2 separate regions of the Manis pentadactyla genome follow, and region 1 is linked to region 2. Evidence: chromatin contacts called from public Hi-C data. All regions are on one chromosome and are shown on one strand. The core of a region is the stretch at or near the end of the contact, and the rest is flanking DNA. Distances in the headings are between cores, read along the strand shown.

What was found. Hi-C and Micro-C count contacts between places; a contact is called where the count stands out from the background.
Region 1: a contact with region 2 is called in a Hi-C map of fibroblasts, with 11 times the contacts expected there. The contact joins the promoter of NPL here to the promoter of RNASEL in region 2. A contact is called at or near these places in 3 of 3 Hi-C or Micro-C datasets (blood, fibroblasts and skin fibroblasts).

The regions. Positions count from the first base shown.
Region 1 is chr9:110,699,958-110,707,452 of mManPen7.hap1, forward strand. NPL (N-acetylneuraminate pyruvate lyase) reads left to right here and starts at 4,927. Exons shown (of 10, transcript XM_057507940.1): 1 at 4,927-5,041.
Region 2 is chr9:110,526,324-110,533,757 of mManPen7.hap1, forward strand. RNASEL (ribonuclease L) reads right to left here and starts at 3,736. Exons shown (of 7, transcript XM_057507937.1): 1 at 3,671-3,736; 2 at 452-2,104. The coding sequence starts at 1,931.

The DNA.
Region 1 (7,495 bases), core at 3,677-6,176, 170 kb after region 2:
CTATGGTAACTGTTAGTCCATTCTTGGGTTCTGTGATTCTGCTGCTGTTTTGTTCCTTCAGTTTTTCTTTATTCTTATACTCCACATATGAGTGAAATCATTTGGTACTTGCCTTTCTCTGCCTGGCTTATTTCACTGAGCTTAATACCCTCTAGCTCCATCCATGTTGTTGCAAATGGTAGGATTTCTTTTATTCTTATGGCTGAATAATATTCCATTGTGTATATGTACCACATCTTCTTTATCCATTCATTTACTGATGGACACTTTAGGTTGCTTCCATATCTTGGCTATTGTAAATAGTGCTGCGATAAACATATGGGTGCATCTGTCTTTTTCAAATTGGGCTGCTGCATTCTTAGGGTAAATTCCTAGAAGTGGAATTCCTGGGTCAAATGGTATTTCTATTTTGAGCTTTTTGAGGAACCTCCATACTGCTTTCCACAATGGTTGAACTCCTGCAGAACCTTTTAAAGTATTGTCGCAAGTAGAAGATTCATTTGTGTGTTTCCCAAAGACCTAACGTTCATGTAGGCAATAGTTAACACAGACTAAACATGCTTCAAAGGAAGTTTTGCCTCTTTAATTATTTGAATATTGTCAAAGAAGCCTCTGCCAAGCAAAATTAATATTAATAACTTTCTCTTTTCTTTTCGACTTACAGCACCCTCATAATTCCTCTTGCTAGTGGTAAGACCAGGCACAGTTTTTCAAAAGGGTTTCCAATCCTTAGGGAGTAACAAATCAATCTATGCAACCACTGGTGTATCAGTCCAGAGATACAATTCAGAAAAAGGGCCTCAAAGCAGCAAGAGGCAATAGTCCCCAGATTTAATCCACACCAGGAATCACTCTACTTCTCAAAGATGCATTACAGTCCATTTTGTTCTGCTCCTGTGTCATCAGTGCTCCCTAGTTTCCCATTCTCTGTGCTGACACCATCCCTCTTGGCCACAGGATCCCTACTGTTGCATCAACACCAGTCAACAAGGAGGCACCCTCCTCCCATCAGTGAAAAAGTCTGTGTTCAGGCCACAGAGCTAGCATACTGCTCTCAGTTATCCCATCATTCTGCATTTCACACTACCTTTGCTATTTGAGTGCTTACCCTGGCAGGCACTATATGTGTCCCAGGCACAGAACACACAGGTCACTGTCCTCATGAGACTTACAAACTAATGAGCAGAAAAAAACACACTCGTAAGTTATGATAGGGAGGGAAAGCACTGGATATGAGGAGGGGGACGTCACCTAGATTGGGAGGATATGACGAAGTGAAATCTTAGGAGGGTGACACTTCAGCCATGATCTGAAGGATGAGTAGAAGTCAGCCAGATGAAGAGCATCCTGAGCATGTGTAAAAGCCCCTGATATTGGTAAGGACTTGGGCCTTCTGAGGAACTGGGAGAGGACAGAATACTCTAAACTCACTTCATTGGAAAAAGATACTACAAAATTTCAGGAGGTTTAATATCTGCAGGCACAATAGTAGCATTATTCATAATAGTCCCAAACTGGAAGCAACTAAAATGTCCATCAACTGATGACTTAATAATAAAATGTGATGTACCCATACAATGGAATATTATTTGGCCATAAAAAGGAACAAAGTACAGATACATGCTCTAATGTGGATGAACCTTGAGAACATTATGTTAAGGGAAAGAAGCCAGACACGAAAGACCACAAAATGTATGATTCCATTTATATGAAATGTCGAGAATAGGCAAATGTATAGAAACAGAAAGATTAGTGATTACTTAGGGCTGGGAGTGGGGGAAAAGGGAGTGGGAAGGGATTGCTAATGGGTACAGGTGTTGGCAGTTGACAAAAATGTTCTAAAATTGATTATGGTGATGGTTACACAACTCTGTGAATATAGTAAAGACTATTGAACTATTGTATGCTTAAAATGGTTAATTGTAAAATAGGGAATTGTAAATGTATAGTTAGGTGAATAGTAGGTGGATAGTTTTGCATTAATCTTAATAAAGCTGTTATTTTTTTAAAAATCTGGAGTAACAGATTCCACATTAAGAATGCCAAATATGGAAGTGCATTTTCTGTTCAATTCAGTTTTTCCTTTGAGCTTCTTCTCCTAGGAACCCAGTGTGGGTTCACCAAAGGGCTGAGCCAGAGATAGTTGAGCATGACTGAACTCTACTGCTCTCAAAACAGTCCCTTCCTGGAACTCAGTGTGTTCTCTGAAACCAATCTTATGGACAGGACTTTTCTCCCCTCAAGAGCATCTTCTACTTGTTGGCGCTCAACTTCAGAAGATAACCCCTAAACAGGAAAAGACTTTGGAGCCCAGCAAGCAGTACAACTTCTACTCATGGCCTGGTCCCCACTCTGAAGACCTCTGGACTTTGATGCAAAAATGAGCTCCAGCTTTTCCACCAGCCGCACTGACTGACATACCCACACAGCCAGAATTACAGCCAGTAATTCTCATACCTGTAACCGTGTTAGATATTCTTTACACTGAATGGAAGGGACTCTGCTCATCTATGGACAGATCTTTTTCTGGTCCGGAGCAACACTTCAGGATCCAATTTATAATCTCCTCCCTTCATAGATGTTCCCCAAGTAGCAGTATTTTGGGTGATTAAAATCCATTTTCTCTTTCCTGGTAAGGGCAGTGGTGACATTGTGATTTACAACAAGAAATACTTATTTGGTCTTCCTCCTGTTTCTGGCCCAGAGCTCCTAGAACCTTTAGAATGTCCTGTGATGACAGCGATAAACGTATTTCTCATTATGTTAATGAGGGGCCTTTGGAGAGCATCTCTGCATGGGGCTGGTTGCCCTGAGAACCAACCCTGTTATTAGAAGGTTAGAACTTCCAGTCCCAATCCCCCAACCTCCAGGAAGGAAGAAGAGGCTAGAAGTTGAATAATCACCAGTGACCAATGAGTTAATCAGTCATGCTTATGTAATGAAGCCTCCATAAAAACGCAAACGCTCAGGTTTCAGGGAGCTTCCAGGTCAGTGAACACATGGAAATTTGGGGAAAGTGGCACACTCAAGCTAGGAGAGAACACGGGGGCTCTGCACCCTTTCCCCATACACTGCCCATGCGTCTCTTCCACCTTGCTATTCCTGAGTTATATCCTGTTATGATAAACTGGTGATCTAGGAGTAACATGTTTCTCTGAGTTCTGTGAGCTGCTCTAGCAAATTAATAGAATCCAAGGATGGGGTCATGGGAACCTCTGTTTTATAGCCAGCTGGTCAGAAGTACAGGTAATGCCTGGTTCTGATGAGGTGTCTGAAGTAGGGGTGGCATGGGGATGGCATTCTTACAGAACTGAGCCCTTAACCTGTGGAGCCTGATCCACCTCTGGGTAGAAAGTGTCAGAATTGAGTTAAAGTGTAGGACACCCATCTGGTATCTTTGCATAGGTCTATATACTTTTAAAGATAAATGTCTTTCCCACAATTCACTGTAGTGGCTGTGCATTCTGAAGGACATATAACAGATACTGTGATGCGCCCCCCACCATTCCAGTGAGGCTCCTATTCCTGCCCTCTTTCTTTTCATCTCTCCCTCCACAAGTGTTAGACCTGCATGATATCTGAAAGCTCTCCTTGCCTGCTCAGGCTCCCATCCTGAACATCAGATAAGTCTCCGGCACATCAAATCCCATTTTAGCATCTGCTTCTCAGATTATTATAAGGAATTCTCACATTATTATAAGGAATTGTTTTATGCTACCATATTTGTATAAACCATAGTTTATGCATTTAGAACACTGGTTTAGTGGTTGACCATAAAGCTAATAACCTACACATTTTGGGTCTGAAATACTTAACTTTGCATATATTAAAGCGACTGAAAAAAAATTACCAACATTTTCCCATTGGGATATAATATTCTTATTAACATTCTTATTAACAGACAGATGTAACTAGGACTCTTCTTTCCTTTTTTGGCAGGATAATGTAAGTAGTGGTTAAAAGTTATCAGCTCCCAGACTACTTGAAGTCAAATCACAGCTCAACCACTCGCTGGCGCTATAGCCTTTGGCAAATCACTTGAACTGTTTAAACCTCTATTTCTGATCTGTGAAAAGGAATGATACTTCCTCATCTGTAATATATAAATTTAAAAAGTAGTACCCACCACATAGGATTGTTTTATGATTCATTTCTGGTGCTTTGTGCAGTGAAAATTATAATAGTGGATATATGACATAATGAATCCTATTACTATTATAACAGATGCTTTACTTTGCAAACCAGGAAGTCTGGGAAAATTTCTCTAAATAAAATAGCCATTCCCTGTTATGGAAAATTGAAAAAAAATCACATCAGTAAGAGAAAGCTGAGGACTTGTTTACAACTGTGTTTGATTTATTGACAAAACATATTAAAAAATAAAGTTGGCATTCCTGCAAGTAGAGATATTTTGGTTAAAAAAATACTCTTCTCTTTCGAAACTCTTCCAACTGCCCTCCAGAATAACTAATTCGCTTTTAATCTCCGTTCATCTCCTAACAAGAGAGTGTGCCAGGCTGGGGCAGCTGTACCAGTCTGAAGAGCACAAATCCCTGATAGGCAGTGACCCCGGCGTGCTTCAGGCCAAATTTCAAAACCCAGAACCACAAAATAATTGTTGTTCCACGACCCTAACAGAAGGAAAGGTATGATGCAAGGAAGCCCGAGAAGCGTCCACACGCGTGAGGACTGGCGGAGCAGAAGAGGGAGAAATTTAGGAGGGGTGAACTGGGGAGCAGTCGAGGCGCAGGTGAGCAGGCGCTCCCAGGCCCCGAGCCCCACGTTCCAATGCCTGCCACTCTCGGGAGCCGGGGAACGGCGCGCCCACGTCCCTCCAGCCCACTTGGGTCGCGTAACTCGGAGGGAATAAACCCACGTGCGCAGAGCATCTCGGGACACCGGACGCGCGGCGGGCAGAGGGGCGGGGCCACAAGCCCCAGGGCCGCGGGGCGTGGCGGGCACGTGGTGCGGAGCCCGGAGGCGGCGGCGGCGCGAGCGGCGGCGGCTGCCCAGGCGACGGAGGTCGACCCCTGCCTCTCGGGTGAGCGCGCCCGCGCCGGCATGGACCGACGGACGCGGAGCGGCCGACCTCCGGGGGTTCGGGCGGAGGGACGCGGGGGCCGGGACCCGGGTGGGCGAGCCGGTGACCGCCCGGGAAAAGGGAAGGCGGACGAGCAGGGAAGCGGGACTTGAGGAAGTGTGAATGCGACAGCCTGCGGCCTGGGGCAAGTGTCCGGACCGACGGGGAAAGGGGGCCCTGGGCTCGGGTGGGGGGGCCCGCCCCCTGGGCTCTCTCCAGACCCCATAGCCTGCCTGTCAGGATCCTTTTCTCAAAAGGACCTGAACCAGCTATCGAGTAGAAGAGAGTTTAGCGATTAAATTGGATACAATCCCTATGTTCTATGGGCAGTTGGTTCTGTTTATTTTTGTTTTTGTGTGTTTAGTTGCTCTGTTTCTTTGTCCACGTATTTCTCTCTCAACTCATTCTACATGTGCAAAGCTTCGTCCTCTTCTCCCACAAAGATTTTTTCATATTTTGTATTTGTCTTTTGAAACTTCCCTTTTACGAAAATGTGACTTAGGCAACCTGAATTCTTTGCACTAAGTGTTCTTGTCTGTGGATGGAGGTACAAGATTTCAAAAGTAATAGCCCCTCTCCAGGTTTCAGTAATAACGTTCTTAATGCATGTTAAGCCTTGGCTGGAGAACATTCTAACCACTTGCTTTTGATACAAGCTGTGAAGAATTTGAAAGCATAACATTACGAAGTTTATTTAAAACCTGAATTTACACAAAATATGGATCGTTCTCCATTACAGTTTTGATCTTTTACCCCCTCTCTTCCTGTAGGACTTGTGCAGTTCACAAAGTCAGCAAACTTTGCTCACTTATTTAGTGAACTGCTCTATGCAAAGTTGGATTTTTGAAGCTTTTCCTGCCCTCTTGATGGCTTACACTGTAGAAGAGGAGCCAAAATTACCTGCTAATAACTGTGATGTAAAGTTCTTAATAAAAAGCAAGTATTTGAGGGAATTCTGAGGAGTAAGAAATTATTTTCGATCAGGGAATGTTCTCCAGCCTTTTGAGTGAGTTTTAAAAGTTGGCTTAGACTGAAGGGGCTGAAGTGGGAAATAATGTCGTTCCTGGTGGGAGAGCCACAGGAGAAAGGCTGGCAGGCCAGACAAGGACAGGGAGGCGGGGGCTCCTGGGAATGGGTGAGCCAAGGACAAGATCAGAAATGTCTGCCGCTGGGAAGTTAGTCTGGCAGCCTGTGAGGACTGAAGGACAGGAGAGTGAGGATGAGGACAGTGATTCCCAGCTCCAGTCCCACACCTCTACAGGCCCCATGTTTTGGATTTTGTAGCCCATCAAACTGCATTTAGTGCCCTTAATTTGTTTTCAGTCAAAGACTTAAATAAAACAGCCAGTCCAAGCTTCAGACCACCTGAAGAATATCAGTGCAACTGCCCTAAATGTGAAATAAAAGCAGCTAAAAGCACAAGAATGTGGAAGTCTGTATGAACAGCCTAGCAGTGTTCAATTTAGGACACTTTTAATGCTGAACCTGGCTCTTGAGACTCTTACCACTTGAACCTTCTTGAGCCCCACTGGGCCCCTTGGGCCTGGGGCTGTGCACATTGGTCTAGAAAAGAGGTAACAAAGGAAAGTTGTAAAAGGGGCAGTAAATGGGAAGGGAAGGATGCAGGGAAAGAGGATAACAGATTTGAAACGATGTGGGCCCTGACTGACGAGAATAGTGAGGGTTGGGAGGAGGTAGCAGTGGAGCTGCGATGACAGGACAAAGGTGCTGGTACAGAAGTAATACCTGCCAACATCCAGTCGCCATCAGACAAGACTTCTGAGGGGGCCAAACTTGGACTTAACTGTGTGCCTGGCACTATTAGTCATCACTTTACAAGAATTGATTTGTTTAATTCTCAACAATCCTATGAAATGTGACTACTATTATCTGCATTTACGGAAGGGAAAGTGGAACACAGAAGTAAAATAACAGTCCCAAGGTCACCCAGCTGGTGAGTGGTGGAGCCAGGATGCAGACCCATGAAGTCTGACTCTAGAGCTGGCACTCTCACCCCTCTATGGTAAGGAACAAAGGAAGAAATTGTTTAGTGCATGAGGTAACAGCTTCATCTTGGGGGATCTGGAGTTGAGATGCTTGCAAGAGTGCCAGGTGAGAATAGACAGCAGGCATAATAGCGTCAGTTCTCATTTGATGTTTAGACATTCCTCTAAGGTAGACAAGGCGTATTACATCTGCTTTGTGTTTTCCATATGGGCCAGGCGATTATAATGATCAAAACTGCCAACAGGATTTTAGTTTCCTCTTCAAATTAGCAAAAGTCAGAGAAATCCTTTATGTTAATATTGGGTAAGGTTCCTCTTTATCACCCTGCATTGCACAGCAAAGCTGCTTGAAGGATTTGAGCTTAATTGTAGGAGCGAGTCTTGCTAGGGACATACCCGTGTACAAGGG
Region 2 (7,434 bases), core at 2,486-4,985:
CTTCATTTACTTTGTTGTACCAGCAGATTCTGGCTTGTTCTGCCTGCTTGCAGTCTATTTTACTGCGTCACATCTTGTCTCAGCATCTCTAATTTTGACCTCCATCTTGTCATGAAGTTTCACAGTATCTGTCACCTTGCCAGAAGCAACACACCTTCAGGAGTCTGACTTGCAGACTACTTAGGAATTCTAATTTCTGGAACCGGCTCCATCTGAAATATACCTTCATATATGTATTTGCCAAGAGCAATACAATTGTAGACTGGCATTCTGTTGGCATCTGCAACCACCATATGGAGTTTATAACTGGTAGCAGGAGAGACTGCGCTATAATTATGAATTTGTCGCATTCTTCCTCAAACTGGGTAATCCTTTTATTCTAGTCCTTTATTCTAGTCTTTTCCTATCCACAGTGAAAAGACGCCCAACTCCAAAAACACTGGAGACTCACCTATTAAAATGTTTTGTGGCTTCAGATCCCAGTGAGTGTATCCACACAATAGGTGTAATTCTTCAACAGCCCTAAATACAGATGAGAGGACATTCCGGGCAAACTCATCTTCTTCGTTTTCCACAGCCTCCCCTCCACGCGTGGCCAAGTCCTCCTCTAGGGTCTGCTCACAGAGGGCGAGGCACACATACAGACACCCATTATGGCTCTCACACCCATAGAATGCCACCAAGTCACTGTTTGTTCGGCTGCTCTGCAAACAGGAGACTTCCTTATGTCCACGTGTGCTACCTTCATAGAATCGCTTCACAGCTACCTCTTGCTCTTCATAGAAGCCCAGGTAGACGCCTCCCTCAGAAGTGTCAGCAATCTTATATTCTTCATCAATAAAGATCTTGAGTTTGCCAATCACAGGGCGGTACATCGCGTGGAGATGTGTGAGAGCTGCCCCCCAGCGTGAGCTCTGAGGCTTCCAGTCTTCAGCAGGAGGGTGAAAATATTCTCTGGCTCCATGAAGGACAAGAAACTTTGCAAGGGAATGGTCGTAATTGCGCCTTGCTAACATAACAAGATCCCCACAATCGGTGCTGGCTCCGTGCTTGCACAACAATTGGGCGATTTCTTTTAGTTTGAGTTGGACAGCAAACAGCAGTGCTGTGTTGCCCTCTCTGTCTGTATCATTGATCTCTATATCTTTTCGTTCCAGAAGCATCTGCACTAAATCCACGTTCTTCCTTTCCACTGCCAGGATCAGGGGTGTCTTCCCTTTTTCTCCCCTCACAGTGACATCAGTCCCATGGTCCAGTAGAAGCTGAGTAATGACTTTCACATTCCTATCATCAGAGTTCTTAAGAGCATGGATCAAAGCATTCCTGCCCATATTGTCACAGACTGTGACATCTGCCCCCATCTCATCAAGGAGAATCTTTACAACCTCTAGATGGTTATTTTTAGCCGCATCCATGAGGGCTGTGGCCCCACCTTTCCTAATCCTCTCTTGCTCCTCCTTCGTCTTCCGACGCAAGTTCACCTCTGCTCCACTCTCATACAGAAACCTTAAGGCTTCCACGTTACCATATACAGCAGCTTCCATGAAAGCTGTGAAGCCATGAGAATCACACTCATTCACATCTGCTCCTTTAGAAAGGAAAAGCTTGAGTAACTTCACATTTCCAACAATCCCAGCAAGGATGAAGGGAGTAGCCCCATTCCTCTTCCTCAGACAAGGGTCGGCACCATGATGAAGCAAAAGACTCACAATGTCCTCCCTGGAATTTTGTACTGCATTATGCAGAGGTGTCCAGCCCGAATGGCTTTCCTGGAAATTGACATCAGCGCCCCTTTCCAACAATTGCTGGATCAGCTTGACATCTTCTTTTCTAACAGCTTCAATCAGCAAATAATTGTCTTCCACCGAAGCTCTTCCATTGCTGCAGGGGGTAGATCTGTCCTGGAAGTCAGTATGTTTCTTGGTCTCCATGGTGATAAAATACCACTGGCTACAATGTTTTGCCTTTTCTTTGAGAAAATGAAAACTTACTTCTTTGGGCCACCATCACATGGAGCTCATAGAAACTCCCGTTAGGGTAAATAGGGATAACGAGACCAACAGTACAAGGAGGGAAATACTCTTGGAGTCTTCTGACATTCTACCTGGAGATGAGAGAGAGACTTTGTAATTTTATAATAGTGAGAAAACATTTGAATCAGATTAATTTTACTAGCAACATTAAATATAAGAAAATTATTACTCTATAGTCCCACTGCCCAGAAATAGGTGGTGTTAATATTTTAGTATACTTCTGTAGATTTTTTTAAAACAGGGTCATGCTATATAAAAGTACCTTTGCACCCTGCTTCCTTTCACTGAATGCCATACTAGAAACAATTTCCTGTATTATTGCAAAGTCTTTTAAAACAATTTTAATATGCCATTAGTTATTCATTTCCCTATTACTGAGCAGTTTTTAAAAATAATTTTTAAACAAGATTTTTAAAACTAGAATTTTTAACAATTCTAAATAATGGTGCAGCAAATTTAGCTTATTTTAGCTTGTTTTCTTATGATAGATCTTCTAATATATTTCTTATATAGATTTCAAAGAACTGAGCCGCTGGTCAAAGGATATGACTGTTTTTAGGGTTCTCAGCCCATATTAATAAATTTCTTCTGATGTCATATAAACACATTGTTACTAGAAATAGGTGGTGTCTTTTAAAAAAACAACAACAGAAGCCTCATTTAATAGGAAAAAAATATGTTTTTTGCCGATTTGCATTTTTTATAACACAGGAAGTTTGATCACTCTCAGCAGACTCTTACCCCGGGTACGTGTGCTGCTCTTTAAAGGAGTATCGTGTAGACGCTGGCCTCAGTAAGACCTAGGTGTAAGCTGCTGTTACTTCCTAACTGTGTAGCCTTACGTTATTGAGTCTCAGTTATCTGTTCCTTCAAATGGGGCAACAATAAATATAGTCACCGCCAATAAAATACAACCCGAAAGTATGGAAGATGTTAGACATTCAACATATGATGGAACTAATTATGTCCCTCTAGGAAAAAAAAAAAAACCTTTAATGCATCCTACTGTCCCCACCCGTCTGCATATACACACTACACAAATAGGGAAGGGAGGGGGCAACTTGGCCCAACTGCTCTGATTAAGCTCTGAAAAATATAGATCCAATCCAAGCATCAGACAGCACCAAACGGTTACCCAAATATTTCTAAGACTGCATCTGCAACGCCTTCCACACAGCAACCGCTTTTCAGCAGGCTCGCCCTCTGGCGGTCTCAAAGCCTCCACCCTCAGAGGTCTAATCAATTGTGCTACAGAAGCTCGACCACCAGGCGATGAAACCGTCATGCCAAATGTTTGTACAGATAAGTCCCGTCACAGAGGGTGTGAGATGAGCTGGTGTAAAGATGCAGAGAAGGAAAGAAAGTCAAGAAACTCCCAGTTCCTTTAAATATTCAAGTCGAGAATAAAGACAGCCCAGCAAAAGCCCGGCCATGGCTGAGTCCCGCTTGCAGTTTCGTTTTCTCCGTGTGCCCCGGGATGCCTGATTAGGAGACCCAACCCTGCAAACCCGCGGGCTCCGCGCTCCCCGGCACTCCCAAGCCCCGCACCGCGGCCCCCTCGGGTCCCCTGACCGAAAGAACCCTTAAAGAAAACAATTCCGCAAGCTTTTCCAGCTCTGCTCCTCTGGCCATCTTACCTTCTGAACTCAGACGCCTCCTCTCACTCCTTCCGCAGCAAACAGTCCTCACCGGCAGGAATCATTTCCTCCTCGGGACGTCAGCGGGCAGGGCGGGGCCGCGAGGAGGAGGGTTCGGCACCCGCCCGCCTCCCCTGCCCACCGCGGACAGCCTCCCCTCCGCACCCCTGACAGCCGGAGCTGAGCTTTTCCTCTAGGAGAGGAAAAACCGTGCCTCTCCCCCGGCAGCTGGTGGCTGATTAGAAATCCAAGACCCTGCTGCCGACCTTTCAGCCTCTCGGGTCAGAGCATCTAGCTCCATCCTTACCACAGTTCCAGATCCCTAATCTTCTTGAGGGAAATGAATGGTAAATAACATTTATTGGGCACCGACTGTGTGCCTGGCACCATGCGCATTGCTCCACAAGTGACATGGTCCCAGTTAAGCCCTAAGAATCTCGCTGCTGATGAACCTGAGGCTCAGAGAAGCTAAATAGGCCCAGAGCCCCAGCTCCCTCACATCTGGGGGTGCTCAGCTTGCTGCCCTGAGGTGATGTTGATGCCGGGGTTCTTGTTCACGAAGCCAACGAATGAGCTTCACAAACACTCAAGGTAGGAGAGCAAGGTACAGGCTTTTATTTAGAGATAAAGTGAGAGGACAGAGCTCCTGGCTCACGCCAGGAGGGGACAAGAGAGTCCGTGGTGGTGCGCTGTCTAGTTTCTAGGGGATTTATAGGCAGCTGAGAGACTAAGAGCTAGGGATGTGGATCCACCAGATGGTCTCTAAGTGTTTATTCTTAAAGAGACACTAAGTTTCTTATCAGTTTTGCAGACTATTTTGTGGAGTTAACGTAAGAAATTTACTGCTTTGATCCTTTCTTAGAATAGCAGTTTCTTGGCTTGGGAGTAGATCAGTCAAGGCTGCTTGTCTTGCTTTCAAGGTGAGCTGAGTTATTGACTTGATTAGGGCTGCAGGAGGAAAAGCAGCATCTGGGTAAAGTTAAAGATAAACTGGGCCTTTTAGCAGCTAAAGTAAATTTTACAATAGCCTCATTTAATTGACACAAACAAGACATGGGCTATGCTGAGGTATTTTCTTATCTGGGGGATGTTCAAACACTCCCGGCCCAGCTATTCCTGGCTTTTTAGTTTTAACTAATCTTTACTGAAGAATGCTTATATTCCTAGTTTAATATTTTACTTTAGAGAATTAATGGGACTGTCTCTGTTTAATTGTTTAATATGGAGTTTTGGTAGGGGTCTTTTTCCAGAGGCCCTCTCCCTACTCTGACTACACCCACGGTCCCTGTCTCAATGTGGCGCCCTCAGAAGGGCACAGGGCTGGCAGTCTGGAGACCTGGGCCTGCAGCTGGAGCAATGGCTGTTAGCGGACAGACCTCAGGCAGGTGGTTTAACCTTGTCAGGCCTCAGTTCTCTCACGTAACATGGTTTGTAAGGTCCCTGCTCTAGAAGTTCTGTTCTTGCCATTTTCCCAGCACGCAGATTTATGTGTGTACCTAATGCTGCAGTGGGAAACATTCGTGTCCTCAAAGAACATGCAGTCTCTCTCGAGACACAGACCCCTGACCATCTTGAACCAGGAGAATCAAGCTGGGGGTGGCCCAAGAGACATGCAGAGTCTGACAACTCTCATGGCAGGAAGAGACATCAGTCTGTCCACAGAGACCACAGCCACTAGGCGGGGTTCAGAGCTCCAGACTCTGAAAAGTCACAAAGAGCAGAGGGGAGCAAGCCCAGGGGTGGGTGGGGATCCTAGGTGGAGAACGTGCAAACAGAAACCAAGACCAAGGACAAACAAAGATGACCCCCCCATCCCTCTGGTTCCCCCTTCCTATAGCCAAGAGGTTAGAACTGGGGCACAATCCCTCACCCTTTCCTTCTTTTGACCAGAAAGATCCCTAAGACTGCAAGGATTGCCTCTAAGTCTGGGAATGAACTGTGCTTAACTTACCAGAAGCCCTTCTTGGATCTTGGCAAGAAGACATGGGGTCATATTGAATCAAATACAATATTGATATTCTCACTACTTCATCATGACTTTGCTAACCAAACCTAGACTTTCCCCCTTTCCTTTGACTGTAGTAATCATTTACCTTATTTATTCTGTGACCTGTTAAGAACAAAATGAAAAGATGAGAAAATAGAGATGAAGGTAAAATAGGAAGTTTAAATTGAAAAAAAAACTACCCAGGAATGTTCATGACACAAGCAATTATAAAGTAGAATTCTGAAAGAGTAAACAAAGGTGTAGGAGGAAATACAGGCAAAGGTAAACACCAGGCACACGTAAGGCCAAGCTAGCACTTGAGAGTGAATGGAGGCTATTGCTGTGTCATTCCGTGCACATGGCGGAAGTAGGAAATGGCAAGACCCTTGCAAGCCAATGTCAAGGCATTAAGTCTCCAGAATGTTTCAGAGCAATGATGCTGAAACCAGGCCACCTAGCATCAAATCCAGATTCTTCCACTCTGCTAGAAAGATTACAAAAAAGTTTTTTCAACCCTCTCTATACCCATGCCCTTTGCAATTCAACTTTGTACTTCCTCTAATTAAGGAGGAGAATCTATTTCCCTCCTTGCATCTGGGCTGGCCTGGTGACTTGTTTTGCCCAATAGAAAGTGGCAGAAGGGGCAGTGTGCCAGTTCCAGAGCTAGGCATGTCTTTGTCTCTTGGAACACTGCCACAACCATACAAATGAGCCTGGGATAGCCTGCTGGTGAGAGAGGCACTTGGCCCAGTCACCACCATGGCCCAAGTCAACAACCAGCTGATCCTCAGATATATGGCTAAAGCCGTCCTAGACCAGCCAACTCTCACCAGCCCACCAGCTGATAACAGACACAAGAACCAGCCACACTAAAATTAGCCAATCAGGGCCCAGGTAAGCAGGAATACCTAGCTGGCCCACAGACTCATTTTTGCTTATTATTTTAAGCCATGGGGTTTTGTTATGCAACAATAGCTAACTGATATAGCCACTTGTTAGATCTCTGAATTAGAGCAATTCATTTAAACTTTCTGGGCCTCAGTTTCTACATCTGTAAAGTGGGGATATTAATAATAGTAGTAGTTACCTCAGAGGAATGTTGTGAGGATTGCAGAAATTAATATATGTGGAGCAGTTAGAACAGGGCCCATTGTATATAAGTAGCTACAGTTTATTGGGCACTTATTATCTAGGGAGCATTATGATCTTTTAAATAAACTTTTCCATTCTGTTTTCACAAAAGTCCTATGAAGCCAGTACTGTTACTATTCACCCATTACAGGGGAAACTGGGGCTCTGTGAACTGAGTAATGTGCTGAAGGTACTCAGGTAGTAGGTAGCAGATGTGGGGCTGAATTCAATTGTCCGACTTACGAGCCTGTTACCTCAATCATTGTACCACATTGTCTTGAAACTACCCCTTGGAACTGGAAGATGGAATAAGCTAAAGACACAGAACTCTCTCTTAAGTGGGGGCCCATTAGAAATAAAAGATTAATGCACACATTATTGCTTTTCTCAAAGTTTAAATTAAATCATTGCCTAGGTCAGTGACCAAAGCTCAGAAATCACCAACATTGTAAGTCAAGAGATAGATTTTCTCAATGACGGGGATGCAAGCTCCATTATCTAGCACCTGACTGCAAGACATCCCTTACCCTTGGAGTCTTTCCTCAGTTATTTACATTTCAAATCGTTCTTTCTTTCCCTAAAGCAATTTGAATAGCTGGACCAATTTAAAAGTTTCACTGGTAGGAAATTACCTTGAGATCAGTGC